Linked DNA regions of Callithrix jacchus: region 1 is linked to region 2. The links are chromatin contacts, called in public Hi-C maps. All regions are on one chromosome and are shown on one strand. The core of a region is the stretch at or near the end of the contact, and the rest is flanking DNA. Distances in the headings are between cores, read along the strand shown.

The links. Hi-C and Micro-C count contacts between places; a contact is called where the count stands out from the background.
Region 1: a Hi-C map of skeletal muscle shows a contact between it and region 2, with 2.7 times the contacts expected there. The contact joins the enhancer-like site here to the promoter of PPM1B in region 2. A contact is called at or near these places in 2 of 3 Hi-C or Micro-C datasets (both in skeletal muscle).

The regions. Positions count from the first base shown.
Region 1 is chr14:70,702,046-70,706,549 of calJac240_pri, reverse strand. No RefSeq gene overlaps it. Among named protein-coding and RNA genes, the nearest start is that of PPM1B, 48 kb to the right of the region's middle. Within about 2 kb of position 1,724, at least 1 of the 16 cell types and tissues checked has an H3K27ac peak or open chromatin away from gene starts, as enhancers often do. A contact at or near this core is called in skeletal muscle, where this site is marked.
Region 2 is chr14:70,654,663-70,659,293 of calJac240_pri, reverse strand. It overlaps PPM1B (protein phosphatase, Mg2+/Mn2+ dependent 1B), which reads left to right and starts at 3,106. Exons shown (of 6, transcript XM_017964363.4): 1 at 3,106-3,519. It also overlaps the pseudogene LOC100391763.

The DNA of each region.
Region 1 (4,504 bases), core at 475-2,974, 49 kb before region 2:
AACCCGGGAGGCAGAGGTTGTAGTGAGCTGAGATTGCACCACTGCACTCCAGCCTGGGTGACAGAGTGGAACTCCATCTCAAAAAAAAAGAAAATTAGTGGGAAAAAGATTTTGCTGGTAGGTATGACTCAAAAGTGGAAATGGGGTTTCTAGATCCATATTCCCAAGGCTATTGCTAAGAAGATGTCTCTGTTGCCTGGAAGATGAAAAATAACTATGTTAATTTGCTGAAGTCTTTAAAGGAAATTCATCTAAAATATCAATTAATGAATCCCAACTCCATGGACAAAAATCCTTAGACTTGATAAACTGAAGTCCTCCTATCCTATACAATTTTACAATGATGCTTTGTCCCTGATCTAAAAGTATCCTGTGTATGATTTTCTTAACAAGAGACAATTAACTAACACCAGACATTAGCATCTCTCTCAATCTTTTTAAACAATTGGCATCAAATTATTTCTTTTCTTGTGGAAATTAAAAAGGGAATAACTAACAAATTCTACCTAGTTTCCGATTACAAAATTTTGCCTTTCCTATTTGATAGTGGGCTTACAAATGCTAGTGGTTTTTTTTTCCTGGTTATACCATCAGGAGTTTGACAATTTTGATGGAACATTTTCCACCAATAACAAAGCTATTTGTTCACCTACTTTGACACCATCAAAAGGAGTATCATGCAATGACCTTAGTTTTTTTTTTTTTGCAATGACCTTAGTTTAGTTTTTCTGTACAGAGAACTATATGTAAAACAAGCATATACTTTGTGCCACAAGTAATACATTTCCATTATTATTACTATGTAGATAAATTCTCAAAGAAAAATAGAAATTTCATTTTATTAAGCTTTCTTTCATTTTGTTTTGTTTTTACATCTTGGCTGCCTATCTGGCTTTATAAAGGTAATACTTACTCAATATCTTGTTAAAATAAAAGATTTATGTCTAACTGAATAAGCAGCATAATTATTTTGTCAGAGAGTCATGAAAATGAACATTGTCTTAATTTTTTGGAATGGTGTAGTTTTTACAAGCTCTGCAAAGATATCATTCAGATAAGGTCACACCAAATAGAAGTTTCGCTCATTGGATTAAAAATAGATCAGCTCAGTGACTCAGCATGTAGCTTATTGCAGTTGCCTACTGAGAACATCCTAATTCTTCCTTGTACTACATTACAGTGGAGTACTCATGTGGCTTTATGGGGATTAGCTTATTTAGCTACTAGAAATAAGATCACAGTATATCTAGGACATTTTGTGAGACACAATGACACTGAGTATTATGGGTCAAATTCTGATTAAGTATACATAAGCATATATTCAACCTATCTATTTAAATTCCTTTTATTAAGAGTGTTATGGGCAACATTATGGTTAAGTATAAGCAAGCACATAGTCAAAATAATAATTTAAGTTTCTTTTAATAAACTTACAGTAATATGGCTAAATTAAAAGTGAATGGTGGAATCAGGTTACAGAGAGAACTGGACTGTGCTCTGATTTCTAGGGCAATGCCTGCTTTATTATTTCATTAAACTTCCTATCTGACTCTGCTGCTGTGTGGGAATCCTTGGTGGGGAAGAGGGGCTTTAATATATCTCTTCTTTTAAAATACCAATGAAGGGAATCAGAATATGCCACCTCAATATGTCACTTTGGCATAAGGACTACTTGAGCTTAACATAATTGAGAAACAGCAGAAACAAATGGCTTTTGTCTTTCTCCCTAGAAGCAGGGCATAAATTTTCATTTGTAAAAGTGTCCCACTCTCTCATATAAGGGAGACGAGAATGACTCCAGAGACAACTCTTATCACCAGGGACAACTTGAATCTGCATAACAAACCTTACTAAAAACCTTTATATATCATACATTTTCTAGTCACCTTCCCACAGTTTACCTCTCTATAACCCAAATGCCTTTTTCCTTTGTCTAGTTGCTTGTCCACAATTTATTGCCATTTGTTAAAATGGTATATAAGTGGGGGGCGGAGGGGGGCGGTGGCTCACGCCTATAATCTCAGCACTTTGGGAGGCCGAGGTGGGTGGATCACGAGGTCAAGAGATCGAGACCATCCTGGTCAACAAGGTGAAACCCCCATCTCTACTAAAAATACAATAATTAGCTGGGCATGGTGGTGCGCACCTGTAGTCCCAGCTACTCAGGAGGCTGAGGCAGGAGAATTGCTTGAACCCAGGAGGCAGAGGTTGTGGTGAGCCAAGATCATGCCATCGCACTCCAGCCTGGGTAACAACAGCGAAACGCCATCTCAAAAAATAAATAAATAAAATAAAATGGTGTATAAGCCCTCAGGTCTAATCACTTGTTTGGGTTTTCACTTCTTTGTTGTGAATCCCCTTGCACATAAAATACAATTTGTATGCCTTTTCTCCTGTGAATCTGCTTTTGTCAGTTTAATTTGCACATTCCAAGTAAGGAACTTAAGAGTGCAGAAGAAGTTTTTCCTGCTTCCTTTTTTTTTTTTTTTATAAAGATGGGGTTTCACCATGATGGTCAGGCTGGTCTTGAACTCCTGACCTCAGGTGATCCACCCACCTTGGCCTCCCAAAGTGCTAGGATTACAGGCATGAGCCACCACGCCCGGCAAGTTTTTTCTACTTCTATATCCACACTCAGGCAGTGACCAGGAAAAGTTATCTCTAAGCCCAGTCAAATAGTCTTATCCACAAATGGAAGTTCTCCTAAAAGGAGACAAGAGGAATAGAAGACCCATCCTCCCTCCAAAATATCTCCCTCCAAATTATTGGCTATCAACAGGGCCAGGTGTCGTGACTCATGCCTGTAATCCCAGCACTTCAGGAGGCCAAGGCAAGAGAATTGCTTGAGACCAGGAGTTCGAGACCAGTATCCACTTAAAAATCATCTTTGGGCTGGACACAGTGGCTAATACCTATAATCCCAGCACTTTGGGAGGCTGAGACAGGTGGATCAACCGAGGTCAGGAGTTCAAGACCAGCCTGATCAACATGGTGAAACCCCATCTCTACTAAAAATACAAAAATTAGCCAGGCACAGTGGCATGTGCCTGTAATCCCAGCTATTTGGGAGACTGAGGCAGGAGAATCACTTGAACCTGGGAGGCAGAGGTTGCAGTGAGCCAGGATCATGCCATTGCACTCCAGCCTGGGTGACAGAGCAAGACTCCATCTCAGAAAAAAAAAATCAACTTTGTACAGCTATCCTACATCAGATGCTAAAAATAAAAAGATGATGCTTCCTTTAGCTCCTGATTTAACAGCTCCCTGAGTAAACAGACAGGTAAATTGTGATGTGAGGGAATAAAGAAGAGTAGGAAGGTGGGAGGTAGGAGAATGCCCGTCTTGCATAGCCCTACAATGGAGCATCAGCTTGAGTCAGCCAGGATAGCAGGCCTAGGAGAAGGAGCAGTTTGAGGGTGCTAGAGGCTTTGAAGGGAGAAATAAAATCAACACAGGGTTCTGAGAGGGGCAGAAAATGAGCTTCACTCTTACAAAAATTTGGCCTAGAGCTAACTTTGGAAACATCATGTGGTTTAGTCCATCCTCTCTTAGGTTGGGCCTGCAACAAACAGAGGTAACTGAAACCTATCTTTAGCAGGCAGTCTATATTCCTTTAATATGGCTATTTTTCCTTCAGAATTGGATTTACTGTAATTTCTTCCCACTCCCTGTCATGTGGAGACTTTCCATCTTTGCTAATGTTATTAATTGATAGCAAGAAGTTATGGAAGACTTAATTAATAAGGACTTAAAGTGAGTTCCCTGATAGTAATATTTGCATTTTAACTCTCTCTCTCTCTCTTTTTTTTTTTTTTTTTTTTTTTTTTGTTTGAGATGGAGTCTAGCTCTCTGGCCCAGGCTGGAGTGCAATGGTGCCATCTCGGCTCACTGCAACCTCCACCTCCAGGGCTCAAGCATTCTCCTGCCTCAGCCTCCTAAGTAGCTGGGATTACAGGCACACACCACCACACCTGACTAATTTTTGTATTTTTAGTAGAGATGGGGTTTCAACATGTTGGCCAGGATGGTCTCAAACTCCTGACCTCATGATCCGCCCACCTTGGTCTCCCAAAGTGCTAGGATTACAAGCTTAAGCCACAGCACCTGGCCTACATTTTAACTCTTAAGATTGTTCAAGGGCTGGGCGCGGTGGCTCTTGCCTATAATCCCAGCACTTTGGGAGGCCGAGGTGGGTGGATCACGAGGTCAAGAGATCGAGACCATCCTGGTCAACAAGGTGAAACCCCGTCTCTACTAAAAATACAAAAATTAGCTGGGCATGGTAGTGTGCACCTGTAGTCCCAGCTACTTAGGAGGCTGAAGTAGGAGAATTGCTTGAACTCAGGAGGCGGAGGTTGCAGTGAGCCGAGACTGCGCCATTGCACTCCAGCCTGGGTAACAACAGCGAAACTCCATCTCAAAAAATAAAATAAAATAAAAAAAGATTGTTCAAAGGAGACCCCTAAAACTGCAATCTAAAATCAGACTCTAAGGTTAACTTATA
Region 2 (4,631 bases), core at 1,857-4,356:
AAAGCCTTTCAACCAATTATTGTGCTTATGGCCCGAGCATGTAATATTAGTCATAACAACTCCCGATCCGAAATCCAGTTTTCACAAGCTGATTGCTAAAAAGGTTCTAGGCAGTGTCTGTTAAAACGCATTGCTTTCCCTTAATTAGACATGTGCAAGTCAGCCAGCGCGCCATGGCCTTAATTTCAGAAATGATCTGCACTGCTAGTCTGGTTCATGATAATATATTGACGACGCAAGTTCTCGAAGAGGAAAACACACAGTTAATAAGATCTGGGGTGAAAAGAAGTTTTTTTTTTTTTTTAGACTGAGTTTGGGTCTTGTTGCCCAGGCTGGGGTGCAATGGCGTGATGTTGCCTCACCGCAATCTCTTTCTCCCGGGTTCAAGTGATTCTCCTGCTTCAGCCTCCCGAGTAGCTGGGATTACAGGCATGGCGCTACTACGCCTGGCTAATTTTTGTTGTTGTTGAGAGGAAGTCTCGCTCTGTCGCCTCGGCTGGAGTGCAATAGCACGCTCTCGGCTCACCGCAACATCCGCCTCCCAGGTTCGAGCAATTCTCCTGTCCCAGCCTCCCAAGTAGCTGGGATTACAGATGCGCGCCACCGTGCCCGGCTAATTTTTGTATTTTTAAGTAGAGACTGGGTTTCACCATGTTGGTCAGGCTGGTCTCGAACTCCTGACCTCATGATCCGCCTGCCTCAGCCTCCCAAAGTGCTGGGATTACAGATGTGAACCACCGTGCCCAGCTTAATTTTGTATTTTTAGTAGAGACAGTTTCTCCATGTTGGTCAGGCTGGTCTTGAAATCCTGACCTCAGGTGATCTGTCCACCTCAGCCTTCCAAAGTGCTAGAATTACAGACGTGAGCCTCCGCGCACGGCAGGTTTTTAAAAATCTCTTACTAAATCACATGCTTTTTGGACTGCATTTTTAAGATTTATCTGATTACAGGCCAGGCGCGGTGGCTCACGCCTATAATCCCAGCATTTTGGGAGGCCTAGGCAGGTGGATCACGAGGTCAAGAGATCGAGACCATCCTGGTCAACAAGGTGAAACTCCGTCTCTACTAAAAATACAAAAATTAGCTGGGCATGGTGGTGCGTGCCTGTAGTCCCAGCTACTCGGGAGGCTAAGGCAGGAGAATTGCCTGAACCCAGGAGGCGGAGGTTGTGGTGAGCCGAGATCACGCCATTGCACTCCGGCCTGGGTAACAACAGCGAAACTCCGTCTCAAAAAAAAAAGATTTATCTGATTACAAAGTAAAATATGCTTGCTTAAAAAACAAAAAACAAAACCCATACCTGAATTGCAATTAAGTCTTTGTTTCTGCTGTTTTTTTGACGGCATGGGCAATTATCCTATTACCCGTTTAATTTTTTTTTTTTAATTTGCCCTTTTCTACAAAACGTTGACAACCCCTAACCTGAAGAGCACTCTGTTGTGTCTAAGCTTAAATTGTCTGCCCAAACCAATTTACAACAAAGGAGTTAGGTTTAAGTCCTCTTTTAGGACATTCGGATTAAAAAAAAAAATCTATCATAAAGTATTAGAATACCTCTATTACTTTACTTTTGTTTCTGGTTTAGAAAACTAACACGGCAGCATCGTCTTCTACAAGGAGTCATGCCCACTTTCCTCATCGGCTTGTTAAACCTCTCTCATTCATTCTTGACTCAACCTGTGTCTTTGTGAAGCCTTTCTTGGTAAACCTATGCACAAGGAAGACCATTTATGTCATCATCAGCCCTTGCGCACGTTTCAATTATAGCGCCTATCATCTTGTACCGCGATTGCCTAATTTATTATTGTATTGTGCCTGGCAAACAGCAGGCGGTCAATAACTGCAGAATGAACGAGTCCATGTCAAGAGACTAGGCCGGGAGTTTTAAAAATCAATGTGACTGAGAAACAAAATACGGGAATGTCGAGGGCTGGTATAAAAACAGTCTCTAATAGCACAGAATCCTCCTGAAGGGAACACCTGTCCCACTTTCTCACGCTGCTTTCCGGGCTCTTCCGACACCTCAATTTCCCGCCCACTCTCCTCCCTCCAGGGGACAGGTCAGGCAGGTATACCCGCTCGCCGGCTATGATAGGTCGGCGATGACTTCATTGTTAGGGAACATCCGGGTCTTTCCCCTCCCTGCAACACCTCCCCAGAGCCCGGCCTGCCTAGTTTCCCACTCCCGCGTGCGCCCCACCCGAGGCTGAAGCAAAACAACCGTGTCTCCCCAGCCCGCTTCTTGTCCTGAGCCATCCCTTCCCGTCTCTACGCCGAAGAGAGGCGTTCAGATCCTCCAATGAGGCCCTAGGAAGACTTTCTTAGCCAATCAGTAGCCAAGTCCCTGCAATTCCGGATGGGACCAGGCGTCCACACCTATAGCTGGACTGCTCCTTGGTCTCTTATGGCGCTTATTTTACGCATGGCTTAGAGGTCAAATACAAGGGGTCACGGTCCTCACAGAACGGAAAGGATCCGTACACTCTCTGGGTTTGACCGTTTTCTAAGACGAACCTATAGCTTTCCAGATACTTCCCCGCCTTTTGCGAGTTCATTTGAAAAAAGCCGGTGTGACGGACTTGGAAATTGGCTCAGTGACTGACACGCAGAGAAAGCCAGTGACTGGGGGTTCGAATCACGATTTGGACCAATAAAAAAACGGGATCGCTGGGGCCTGGGCTTTGCTAGGAGGGGCGCAGGTGGGCGTTATTTGATTGACGGAGGGCTCTGCTTATGACTGGTAGTGGGGGCTGGTCCGTGACGTCCGGGAGGTAGGACCTGGCGGAGGCAGGGCCGAATGAAGTAAATGGTAATGAAGGGTTGGGTCACACTTAGTGGGCGGTGTTTGATGGACAGTTGACCTTGCCAATTGAAAGTGGCCACTGATGCCCAATGGGAAATTAGAAAGTCAGAGGCGGGGCAGGGTGGGCGGGGTAAACTAAGTACCGAGGTGCGGAGGGAGCCGCGCTGGGAGGGAGAGCGGTGATTGACAAGACTCCCAGCAAACTGGAAGCCGCGAGAGGGTGCGCGGCATCCCAGTGGGTGGGAGCTGGGGGCGGGGCTCCCTGAGGGGCGGGGAAGGACTAGGGTGCAGGGAGGGGGTTGCAGAAGGAGCCGAGCGGCTGCTGCTCAATGGCGGAAAAGCCGCCGGTTCTCTGACTGCCTGGTTCCCCTAGCAGTTGCGGGGGAGTTTCCTGCCGGCGCGGCTGGAGTCTCTGATTCTCAGGGTTGGTGGTTGGAAGATGCTCCAGAGAGACGAGGCTGCGGCGGAGGAGGTGGCGGCGGCCGAATCGGCAACGGCGCTAGGGTGGAGAGAAGGCGGCAGCAGCGGCGGCGGCGGCGGCGTGAGGGGCCCGGCGGTGTAAGCAGCCCCGGAGGCGGCGGTCGAGACCCCGAGGGGGAAGCGGCAGCTGAGGCAGGGTCGCGCCTCCGTTGGAAACTTGGGCTGAGTACCGCGGGGGGCTCCGCGGCGGGCGTAAGCGAGGCGCCCTAGATCAATCCTCCCTCCTTTGCCTCAGGTAAGGCCGCCTGGCGCCCCGCAGGAGGGGAAGCGGCTGACCAGCAGTGCTTCCGAGGCCCCGGGCCCCGGGCCGGTTTTCGCGGTGCCGCCAAGCCGCGGCCGGGGCCTCTGTCCTTCCGAATCCTCGCCACTTTCCCCGCTGCCCCGGAGCCTAGGCAGGGGAACGCCGGGCCTGGCTCTCGGGTAGGCCCCTTTCCCAGCAGCCGCCTCCGCTCGGCTGAGGGCTGGGAGAGGCGCGGGGAGAGAATGGGAGTCTGCTCGAACGCCTGGAAGCCAATTGATTCTCCCTTCCCTCCGCTTTAGTCTGCAAGCGTCTCTTTCACACGAAAGCACTGGGGCTCCCCAAGCCTTGGCTCGACTCTTGCAGATGCATGCACTGTTTGAAAACACTGCCTTTTCCCATTCGTTTCCTCATCAGCTTCTGCCCTCCTCTGCGCTCCACTTCACTTCCTTGTTAAATCGTCTTTCTCTCCTTGCTGTCTATGCGTTCTGACCTCGCTTTCCTTCCTTAGTGCCTTTAAATCGTGTGTTTCTCTTCTCATCGTACTTCGGCATCTCTTGCCTGCCTTCCCCAGCACCATCCTTTTCGGATGTCATTCCTAACACTGAAGTTCTTAATTGAAACTGCCGCTTACTGTCAGTGCCCCAAATCTACCGGAGCCCCATTAAGAGTATAGACTGACTAGCCTTATATGGTAGATAAGTTTTTTATACTTTAAGCCTAACAGCCTTAAAAAAAAATTGTATTATTAAACGTACTGTGTGAAAATAATACTGAAAATAATTTTTTAAATGAAGGGCTCAGTGAGTGCTGGAAATAGTTATTTCTTCATTTTTTAAAATTGCATGACCTCTCATGTCAGATTTAGCAGATCTAGGACTTTTGCCCATGTTATTTGGCAAAAAAAAAAAAAAAAAAAAAAAGCTTCTTAAGCATTTGATAGCAGCCCAAATTCATCAATATTCAATTTCTTCTAAGAAAAACTTGAAAGCTTTTTTAAAAAGAGACTTTATATTAGTAACTAGGAAGCTGTTTTGATAAAGTCACAGTTAAAGAGCTTTTAAATTAGGCTCCACATGTTTAATGTATTGTAAAGTTGGCAGGCATGT